3 separate regions of the Zea mays genome follow, and all the other regions are linked to region 3. Evidence: chromatin contacts called from public Hi-C data. All regions are on one chromosome and are shown on one strand. Each heading gives the region's core, a stretch centred on a gene start, on an enhancer-like site or on the middle of the called end of the contact. The rest is flanking DNA. Distances are from core to core; before and after follow the strand shown.

The links. A called contact is a pair of places that touch in the nucleus more often than the background predicts.
Region 1: a contact with region 3 is called in a Hi-C map of bundle sheath, with 2.2 times the contacts expected there. The contact joins two enhancer-like sites. A contact is called at or near these places in 3 of 25 Hi-C or Micro-C datasets (bundle sheath, ear and tassel).
Region 2: a Hi-C map of ear shows a contact between it and region 3, with 1.6 times the contacts expected there. The contact joins two enhancer-like sites. A contact is called at or near these places in 2 of 25 Hi-C or Micro-C datasets (ear and leaf).

The regions. Positions count from the first base shown.
Region 1 is chr9:103,065,856-103,069,285 of Zm-B73-REFERENCE-NAM-5.0, reverse strand. No RefSeq gene overlaps it. Among protein-coding and RNA genes, the nearest start is that of LOC100284102, 16 kb to the right of the region's middle. Within about 2 kb of position 1,400, at least 11 of the 20 cell types and tissues checked have an H3K27ac peak or open chromatin away from gene starts, as enhancers often do. A contact at or near this core is called in bundle sheath, where this site is marked.
Region 2 is chr9:103,377,407-103,380,939 of Zm-B73-REFERENCE-NAM-5.0, reverse strand. No RefSeq gene overlaps it. Among protein-coding and RNA genes, the nearest start is that of LOC103638763, 85 kb to the right of the region's middle. Within about 2 kb of position 1,294, at least 18 of the 20 cell types and tissues checked have an H3K27ac peak or open chromatin away from gene starts, as enhancers often do. A contact at or near this core is called in ear and leaf, where this site is marked.
Region 3 is chr9:103,204,377-103,207,913 of Zm-B73-REFERENCE-NAM-5.0, reverse strand. No RefSeq gene overlaps it. Among protein-coding and RNA genes, the nearest start is that of LOC100274724, 85 kb to the left of the region's middle. Within about 2 kb of position 1,388, at least 15 of the 20 cell types and tissues checked have an H3K27ac peak or open chromatin away from gene starts, as enhancers often do. A contact at or near this core is called in bundle sheath, ear and leaf, where this site is marked.

The sequences.
Region 1 (3,430 bases), core at 151-2,650, 140 kb after region 3:
ATAGTTGCCATTATTTGTGAACACTACATGCCTACCTGGATAATCAGAAAGAAGTGTTTCTAGATGGCATAGGCATATGGCAATAAAAACAGGATGGTGGTCGGAAAAGTGCTAAAGCAAAGTTTGGCTAAGACAGTAACCTGCTGTTGAGCTCGATCACGGTGGTGTTGAGAAGATTGGAAGACAATGCCTTGCCGTTTCAAAAGTACGTTGATGGCCAGCAAGAGTCACCATATACAAGTTCATGTCGTCGTCAGATTAGTAAGCCCTGTTTTAATTAAACCCCCGGTGATCCAATGGACAATACTCCTATACATTTTGCTTTTAGACATGCATGTCCCGTTGTCTTATAAGCACCATACACCAAACTGGAACAATCATTGCTGCTAATGGCATTGGTAGGTAAGCAAATCAGAACTGGCGATATGCAAACTAGTTAAGCCTACGAAGCCTAAAATCGTAAAGAACATTATCGCGTACGTGTGCATACGCTTAGATGTCGGCGTTAGCACAAAAATATATATACTCATAGACGATGCATGCATGTCTGTATTCAAGTTCCAAATATACTCATAGATGAATGAACACAAGGGTATGGGCATATGACAAATAAAACCTAAAATTAGCTACTATTTTAATAGAGTATTATCGATCGAACCAAATTAAACGTCTCTATACAAGGCCAAAGGGATTGACCGACAGTACCAGAAACCTCACAACCACATGTAACTACTGGCATTATTTGTGGCATCACTATACATAAACATATTGCTATCATATCTCGACACACACAAGAAAAAAAGAAAGGCGCGAAAGGCAATGGCGTCACTTCGTCACGCAATGAAAAGACCTGCTCACTAAAGTATACCCCCCGTGGACAAGTGCACTATTCTTGTCCTCACGCGCGCTCTTGAGCGACGTAAAAAAAAACCTTTAACATGATAGTAATCTCACAGAAAAAAGAAAAGGCGCGAAATCTCAAATCAACGCTTCGAAATCCAAGGCTTTCTGCGTGCAAAATTTCCGATGAATGAAAAAGAGTGGGCAGGAATTGGAGCGACTCCATGGCATATATAGTTTTCCACACGAGAAGACGACTATTTCTGAATAAAGAAAGGGGCCCTATATATCTATCTCCTCTCCCTGCTACTATCGCCCTACGATGGTTGTTGACGTGTGCTACTTGGCGAACAAATTTTTTTGCAGCCAGACGACAGCAATCGCACCCCGAAATTCGACAGGATAATCCTGCATGGAGACGCAATCGGACGCAAAAAGGAAGGTTCGCCGTCAGCACGATGCATCATGCATGCCTGAAGCTTTAGGGCTCTCTCTCTGTGTGTGCAGTTTAAAGAAACTCACTCACCTCGATCTGTATCTGTATATATAAATACGTCGTCGTCGTCGTCCCCTTCCCTCGGTCCCTTCATCGATCGAAGAGTCCCTCTTTAGATTTAGAGGAGGAAGAGGATACGACAACAGCTAGCTTCCAAACCATCTCCTCGTCATTTGCAACTTTAACTTCGGAGGGAGAGCTACCCTGCAACAGCTATTAGCTTCCATTCCAATCATGCAGAGAGACGACATGGCGACGTTGGTGTGCCACACGCTCGGCGCAGCAGACTTGGCGAGCTTCTACTTCGTCACACCGCACCACCATCACGGCTCGCTCGCCCAGGGGCCGTCGTCCTGCCCGGGCACCGCGGCTGGCGGTGGCCACGGCGCCGGCGCGAGCATGCTCGCGGGCGAGCTGGAGCAGCAGGAGCAGGCGGCCGCAGGCGCCGCGGCGCGCGACGAGCGGAAGGCGAGGCGGCAGGCGTCGAACCGCGAGTCGGCGCGGCGCGCGCGCGCCCGGCGGAGGGGGCAGCTCGACGAGCTGTCGTCGCGCGTCGCCGCGCTCCGCGCCGCGAACGCGCGGCTGGCCGTGGAGCTGAGCCGCGTGGCGGCCGCGCGCGCGCGGGAGGCGCGGGAGAACGCGCGGCTCCGGGCCGAGGCAGGCGCCCTGCGGGAGAGGCTCGCGGCAGCCGAGGCTGCGGCGGCGGCGGCGGCCACGGCCAGGTGCGCGTCGTCCCGGAAGGAAGGCGCCGGCGATGAGGAAGCGGCGACGCCCACGGCCGACGAGACGACTAGCTAGGCACGTGTTCGGCGGCTAAGATGACGTATAGTAATTCACTAAGCTACTAGGACAAGAAGAGGAAGGCCAGATTGTATGTCGTATGTAGTCGCCGAGCTCATTAATTCTGAACCTCCGGATACTCCATCCGGCGATCGTCCACAAAGACAAAGGTCAAGATCATACGACTGATGGTTTTGGAATCTAGCTAATACGATCACGAGGCCCTGTTATACAACTGAATTGCTTCATTTGCGATTAGCATAGCCATGGTAAAGCATGACCTGTAGCCTTTAGGGCTAGTTTGAAGCCACAAAATCGAAAAGTATTGGAAGGACTAAAAATCACCTTCTTATTCAAGTTCCTCTGATCTCTTTCGATTTTGTGCCTCTCAAACGAAAACTGATCAACAAATTATGGGCCTGGACATCATTCGCTAATAGGCTCAAAAGCGCCCAGTATATGCAGAACAGGATAGTGGCAACGTCCAGTATTTGTGGTCTGTTGGTTTGCTGCCCATCCTGTTGCCACAGTTTGTACATGTGGATCGGTAACATGCATAGCCAGATCAACAACCACCACGAGTCCACGAGGAACACACCCGCCGGATGTATAGAGAAATCCCCAGTCATTTCCAACACAGCTAGCACAGATACAATGCATCCAAATCAGAATTCCTCGCTGACCATTGAGGTCGCCATCACTCAGGAGTCGGGACTCAGGACATGATCAAAATATGGTCCCAGGTTTCAGCGTATCATATCCATGGTTCATCCAGTATCGGGGAACAGATATGAGGCCCTATTCACAGCTTATTCGGTTAGAGGTAAATTGATAGAGATTATAGGAAGTTAAATTTTTTACAAGTCAAAATTGATCATAAATACCAAAGTTAAAATTTTCATTTTAAATTTGACAAATTCTTATGCAATTTTTGACAGCCGAAATTCAAAAAAAATTGTCAACAACAAAATTTCATAACTTTTATGTTGGTGGTTTTTTCATGCGAAGTCATTTAAAAAAAATCAGGATAAAAATTATTTCTAGCTGCGATTTCTTAAGAAAACCGTTTGTAGAAACTGATTTCTACAACTGTTTCCTCAAGAAAACTGCGGTTAGAAATCGTGGATTTCTACAGACGAATTCTTATGGAACCATTGGTAAAAATATAATTTCCACATACGGTTTTTTTAAGAAATCACCACTATTAAACCAGCCTCACGCCATGCCTACCGCTTCAGGCCTAGAGAGCCTCACGCCATGCATACATGATAACTTCTTGGCAGTGCGTACTGCGGCACGTCCTTTTCATACAAA
Region 2 (3,533 bases), core at 45-2,544, 170 kb before region 3:
ATTAAAACTAGGTCTTACGTTGATCTTATAAATCATGTGAGAAAGATAATCTAATGAGATACCTCATTATAACTTGATTAGAGATAATATTTTAGTAAAATTTATAATTATAAACATATTAGCCTCGATTAGAAGAGTTAGTCTAATAAACATAAGTTAAATAAATATCTAATTATGATAGTATGTAGGATGATAGAAATAATGCTTTTAATGTGTAGGAAAATTTATTACGAAGCTAACGCAACTGGAACAGACTAAAACATAGTTAAAATGAAGAAGTTATGGGGTTTTCCAATATCTATGAATTGTTTTTATAATGGAAACCATTTTCAGAATTTATTTATAAGTATATTGCGTATGCTGGGCCGCGAGCATAAATATTCGAGGATTCAGGGTTGTTTTCATTAATTCTAGGGCCTCTCTGTAATGGTTTTAATACTAACCTGGACTACGAGTTGATTTGTAAAGATTCCAGGGTTTTTTAGCAACGTTGTCGCGGCGGCTTACACACGGTCTTGATCTGGCCATTGGATCTGATATCCATGGCAAGAACCAGACCACGAACCGGTATGCAACTGAGGTCGTTGATACGAAGATCGATGACCCATAAAACACCGACGAAGGGATATGCTAGGTTATAATCTTAACCACACCTCAAGATCTGACAGTCATGATTTAAAACAACCAAAAAGTTATACCATCTCTATTCTCAATCGTCTAATAGGGAATACAATGGCACCCGATCCACCCTCACCACACAGGTCGGATGAGGCGGCGTCGCCCCTGCATGCGGCGGCTGGCTAGATTGAAGGCGCTCGACGCCCCCAGCCCCCAAATCCCCACCCAAATAATTCTACACGATGAAGAGAGGATCCAAACTTCATGGATGATTCCTTACCCATGGTTTTGTCATGCCGGACTTCATTCACGGCGAGGAGCGGATCCACGGTGGCTAAATTTCTCTGGTGAGCAATTGGTAGTGCTCTGGTGGACTACGTCGCCCGAGAAGGCCACGACCACATGTAGCGCGCCACCACGAACTGTCTCGAGTACTTCACCGGCATCAGTCTCGTGCCCAGACAAGGAGTAGCTATGGAGACGATCTCCTCTGCTTCACCCGTGGCGGGTCCTGGGTTGGGCTCGACGGGATGGTATGGCTCTGGCGTACCGTATTATATAGCCGTGGAGGAGGACGCCAATGCGTTTGTTGAAGCGCGGGGCCAAAATCCTCGGAGCACCAGTGTTCTCGGCAGCTTTGTTCCCAGGGATGCCTCAGCCAAGGAGGGCCCACCAGTCGGCGAGAAAGCTTGCGCGCGTAGGCTCCGTGTGGCTGGCGCGTGGGAAAGGGAAGCTGGGCCGCGATACTAGGAATTCGGCCCAAAACGCAGGTATGAGTTTGTATTTTTCTTTTTTTCTTTTCTTTTCTTTTCTTTTGTCTTTTAATTTATTTTCAAGTTCAAATCTAGTTTTGATATTCAAATATTTGAATGCCCAAACAAAATACCACATGATGCAAAAATATTTTTTTTATTTTACTATTAGTATTCTGTTATTTTAAGTAAATGCCCCTAAACTTAATTGAGATGCAATACATAATTAACTAATTGGGGTCCCTCTTTATACTACTTATTAAATAAAATGAGTAATAACTTCCTTCAAACCTAAATGTCTATTACCTTTTTATATAAATGATCATGAAATTTTTATTAGGCCTCACTTTTGTATACTTCTTCAAAGAGTATCACAAAGTATATGTTTCAATTAAAAGAATAATGTAACCCCGAGAGGCACTTTTTTTAATCCATTGATTCACAACCTTAATATTTTAATTTTGAGGTAAACATCCTAAAGTACTTCAAATATAACTTTTAGGGTATTACAGTTGTGAATTTGAAGTTCCCAGAGTACATAGAACCTTTGTCTGTGGTAGTGTAGTGAGAATATACAAGACAAGAAGTATGTTGTGAGTTTAACTTATTCAAAAAGAAAATGGAAATTGCTTTAAGAGTTGCACAAATATAACCAATCAATAATAGGCAAATTGCCTCCCTTCTTGTGTATCTTGCCAATGCCTGAAAAATAATAGAACAAGTAGTAGGTTGTGAAAGGTGAAAGATGTTTGTTTTGGTAGGATAGTTGTCTCCATTAGAAAAAGAAGCTTGCCTGAAAGCAGGGGCAGCAGCCACATCCGTGGCCTCTAAACCTTCTTAGCATAAATACTTCTAGCATTCAATACATGTATGTACCCATCACACATGATGCTAGAAACTTCTACCGTAAAAGAAAGACAACAAAAGCATATTACCAATCAATAGATAGTTCTTAAAGGCAAATCATGAGAATTTGATAAAGCATGTTACCAATCAACGGATAGTTCTTAAAGACAAATAATGAGGACTACATTCATCTGATCATGAATCAAAATGATAGCAATGTATATAGTAACCATATACATATTTCTATAAAACAGCCAAACAGCTTACCCCAACACCCAACTTTAGTAACCATATACAAATAAAAATGCAGATCCATCAGAGAGAGGTACCGTGAACGTAGAGTGCACGCGAGCTTCTTTGAGACCTACCAACGACTGGCGCCATCCAAATTTCTCTTACGCTAGAAAAAAACTATTATTTCTCATGATGAAACGGTTCATATTTTCACAAGTACAATGTATATGCAAGTTAGGAAATTTAGATATGAAGAAAAAGTGCCAATACTGTTCTTATTATTGCAGCATAGAGGTCAGCCTGATAGCAACTGCCTTGCGCACGGGGTTGTCCGCATGCTGGTACTTAAAGCACTTGTAATTTGGGCAAGGTAGGTGATAATTAGTATTATTAACAGTCTTTTTGCTTGGTGCACTTATAATGAATAATGAAAGAGATTCCAGTAACATATGAGTAATTCAATAAAGCCACATTAATGAAAGAGATTCATGTGATTTGTGACTTTTTTCCATGAAATTTGCAACATTGTTCTGAGCCTTGATTTGTGATTTTTTTTTCTTCTGATCATCCTTGCTATCATTAGGATCATGTGACTTTTCTTAGTTAACCTACTTGTAGCTGCTGCAATGCCCAAATGCATTTTTGTGGCTATTCTCTAAACAACCCTGCTTTGTAAATCTCTGTGAAGTTCAAATCCTTGCACGAGTGCTTCTAATTTGTGTAGAGGTCCTTGTGTATTTGCAACTCAAGACTTCAAACTCTTACATTCTCTCAAACACTGAGTTTTGCCAGCATTGTCTCTAAACTACGCATGGAGTTTATACTGATCTCTCACTTAGCATTGTCTGTAAAAAATGTCGAGTTGCACATTTTTTTGTGTAGTCCGTTCATTTTAGCTTCTATCTCAGAAAATCGTTTGTTGTTTGTGTACAGTCCGAAGACGGAAAAGTGAGAAAGCGAAAGCTTCCCAGTTCCCATGACAAGCCTAAAGTAAGGATGCAAAAAGATTAAGGTCATCAATAGCATTTGTGTTGTCTTAGAAAATGTTTCCACTATCTATGTCAACTCACTAGCTAAGCGGCA
Region 3 (3,537 bases), core at 139-2,638:
TAAAGTTTAGCTGCAATTAGTTTATTTTTCGAATAAAGCTCGCCCTTAGATTTTTGTCTAAGTGTTCTGAATGTGAAGTACTGAAGTTATTGCAAATAAAGTTAGCGACTTTCGCTCCACTTGTACGGTCCACGAGTCAATGTGTGCGACCATTTGTTTGTACTCCTGCTGCGGCCCTCCAGCAGGGTCCTTTAATTTCATTTCTTTTTTTTTTGTCTCCAAAAGTATTTTTCTTTTTGGCTACTACGTATACTTATCCGCCTGTACTTGTTGGTTCGTGTGGCACCTGGTTTCTGTGGCTCAGTGGCAGTCTGGCAGGGGTCAGATCAGTCACTCAAATCCACCATCAAGAATCTCGGCCAGACCGCTTGTATATGACATTATAACAATGGTGCTATTATAAGAGGGTGTTTGGTTGCTCCTGTTAAAGTTTAGTTCGGGTCACATCAAGCGTTTGACTTTTAAATAGGAGTATGAAATATAGACCCAACCAACTGGACTAGATTCGTCTCGTCTTTTAATCTTCGGCTAACAAATTAGTTTTATAATCCGACTACATTTAATACCCGGAACGGAGGTTCAAACATTCGATGGGACAGGGGCTAAATTTTAGCATGGTGTAACCAAACACCCCCTAAATAAAAATTTTCTGAAGACACACACAACATGTTGCTAAAGGTGATGAATCGAATCCATGCAAATAACTACTACATACTTTTTCGAATATTTATCATTTATTAGTTTATTTTTACAGTAGAAATATGTAAAAAAATAATTAAGTTTGTTTTGTGCATGGCGCGCGCTCGCACCATTGCGTGCATCCCGCTTATGTAATGCAATGGGGTGTTTAATTTTTAGGGACAAAATTTCAGTCTTCCTATTTTATTTTATAGTAGTCTCTAAATTAATAAATACATAAACTAAAATCCTATTATAACTTTTGTATTTAACAATTTAGAAATTAAAATAAAATAAAATGAAAGAACTAAAAATTAGTTCCTAAAAACCAAACATCCTCTAATTAATTCTAGCCGATCCATGCCGAACTATATATCCACATACAACTATAGCAAGCTAGAGAGCGCTTTAGCTAGTAAAGGTGCCTTGACGACAGCGTTTTCTTTGATTTGATGAACACCAAATTAATATTCGTCAGGATAACTCAGTTATAGCTGCAGCAGGGACGTCAGAAGGATTCGAGACGATCGATGAACGAGTTCTTCCCCGCCTATGTAGTACATAGGAAAAAGAAAAGGCGGGAAAGAAAGCGGGGGAGAATAATCGAGAGGCCTAAGATTAATAGCGCGCGGTGGCCATATGATAATGCGCGCGAGTCCGTCCATCAACAAAATCCACGCGCGTGGGCCCGGCGTGCCCGCCGCTACTTTCTAAAAGCAGGCGCTCTCGGTGCGGTGCGGCTAGCCTGGAAGCGGCGCCTCGAGCGCGCAGAGGGTCGACGACGACGTCGTCGTCGTCACGCTAGCTTGTCGTCGGAAAGGACCGTCCGTCCTCTCCACTATCGATCGATCTCAACCAAGCTAGTAGTCACCATGCATATATGTGTATGTTCTCACCTGGCTAGAAAGCCAACACTAGGGCTGGAAAAAAGGCTCGAGCTCGACGAGCTAGCTCGGGCTCGCAGCAGCTCGGCTCGGCTCGGACCGGCTCGACGCTCCGAACGAGCCCGAGCCGAGCCTGTTTTTATGGCTCGTGAAAAGAGCGAGCCAGCTCGGCTCGGCTCGGTGCAGCTCGCGAGCTGGCTCGTGGCTCGACCCAACAACAATTTGTTACATAAAATCTTAATTAGCATATAATATTAATACTGAGCAGGCAATTAATTTATGTTATTTGAGATTACTATACAAAAATAATCTATTTTATATATTATATTAGTGATATATCTATTTTACTAATTTAAAATATGTTATTTAAAATATTTTTAAGATTTTATATTATAATTTAGAGAGCAGATTTAATTTTATGCCTAGGCTCGTTGGCTCGGTGAGCCGGCTCGCGAGCCAGGAGCGAGCCGAGCCGAGCCGCTTTTTCGAGCTCGTGAGATGGGCGAGCCGAGCCGAGCTCGGCTCGTTACATGAGCGAGCCGCAACGAGCCGAGCCGAGCCGAGCTCGGCTCGGCTCGTTTCCACCCCTAGCCAACACGTAGGCATAGTTACATGTTATCGCGAAAAAACCGATTTTTTTTGTATTTTAGTCTTCTTTTTAATTTTTTTAGGATTAGACCACTAGACGACTTTATGTCGTTTTTGTACCCTATACTCGGTGCCATAGATCATGGCACCGAGACAACACATCTCGGCGCAATAGATCTTGGCGCCGAGGTAGCTAACGTGGCAGCCCACGACCATCTAACTCGACGCCATATATCTTATCTTAGGGTCGAGCTAGGATTTATGCTCAAGCACCATTTCCTTTCTCCATTCTCTCCTTTTCTTCTCACGCCAGGCCGCCTCGCCGCCGCACCGCTACTGACCGCCGGCCCACACCCACAGGTGCCGCCCGCGCGGCCTGCTCATCGGACCGCTGCCGTGTTCCACGCACCGCCACCGCAAGGTAAGGGGCATTTCTTTAGTAATTAGTTAGTATTTCTTTAGTATTTAGTTAGTATTTACTTAGTTTAGTAGTTAGTGGTTAGTTAGTGTTTAACATTTAGTTAGTACTCCCTCCGGTGCAGTAAAGGAAGTCATCCTGCGCGTGACTGAGCGTGCACAAAAGAAGTCGTAGCGCGCGTGGGTCTGGGATTTGGACGTCACTGCCCCTGAGTAATTGCATCGGGAAAAAAAGATGCGCTCAAGAGAAATCAAGCTTGAGACCTCTAGTCTAGAATGCCTCGGGAAGTGCGGCAGCAACCAATCGAGCCTGATTGTTTTGGTGACATCAATGCACCCATATCCTTATTTAATAAGGGCAAACAGGGAAAACTCCATGATAATTAATCACTCCTTGGTATGCACAATCATGTCCTAAACGACTACCTTTACTGCACCAGAGGGAGTATTTAGTTTAGTATTTAGTGTTTAGTATTTTAGTATTTAGTTAGCTCATGTTCACTTGGTTTAATGTATAGTTAGTTAGCTATTTACTTGTTAGTATATATAGTTAGCTAGGTATTTAGTTGTTAGTATATAAAGTTAGCTAGCTATTTACATCTGAGTATATTTAGTCCTTGTATATGTCAGCCATAATGTTGTTATCTCAGTTGTTGAGTGTGCATGTCAGCCATCTCGTTGTTCATTTCTCTGTAGGTTTTAGAAACTTCACCGTATATGGGAGGTGCTACTGAATTTTTTTACTGGAAGTAATATGTTGTTTTTGTAGTTACGAGGCCGTCCGACTCCACCCTCTGCCACAGGTAGCTTGTCACCATCGGGACCTCAGGTATACCCTGTTTTCGTACATCATTCGTAGATTATGTATTTCTGTTTGTTGTGGTCATTTAATAGTTAGTATATAGTTATTAGTTAGTAAGTACCTAATACTAATTTATTACTTAGTAAATATTTAGGCATTAGTAGATTA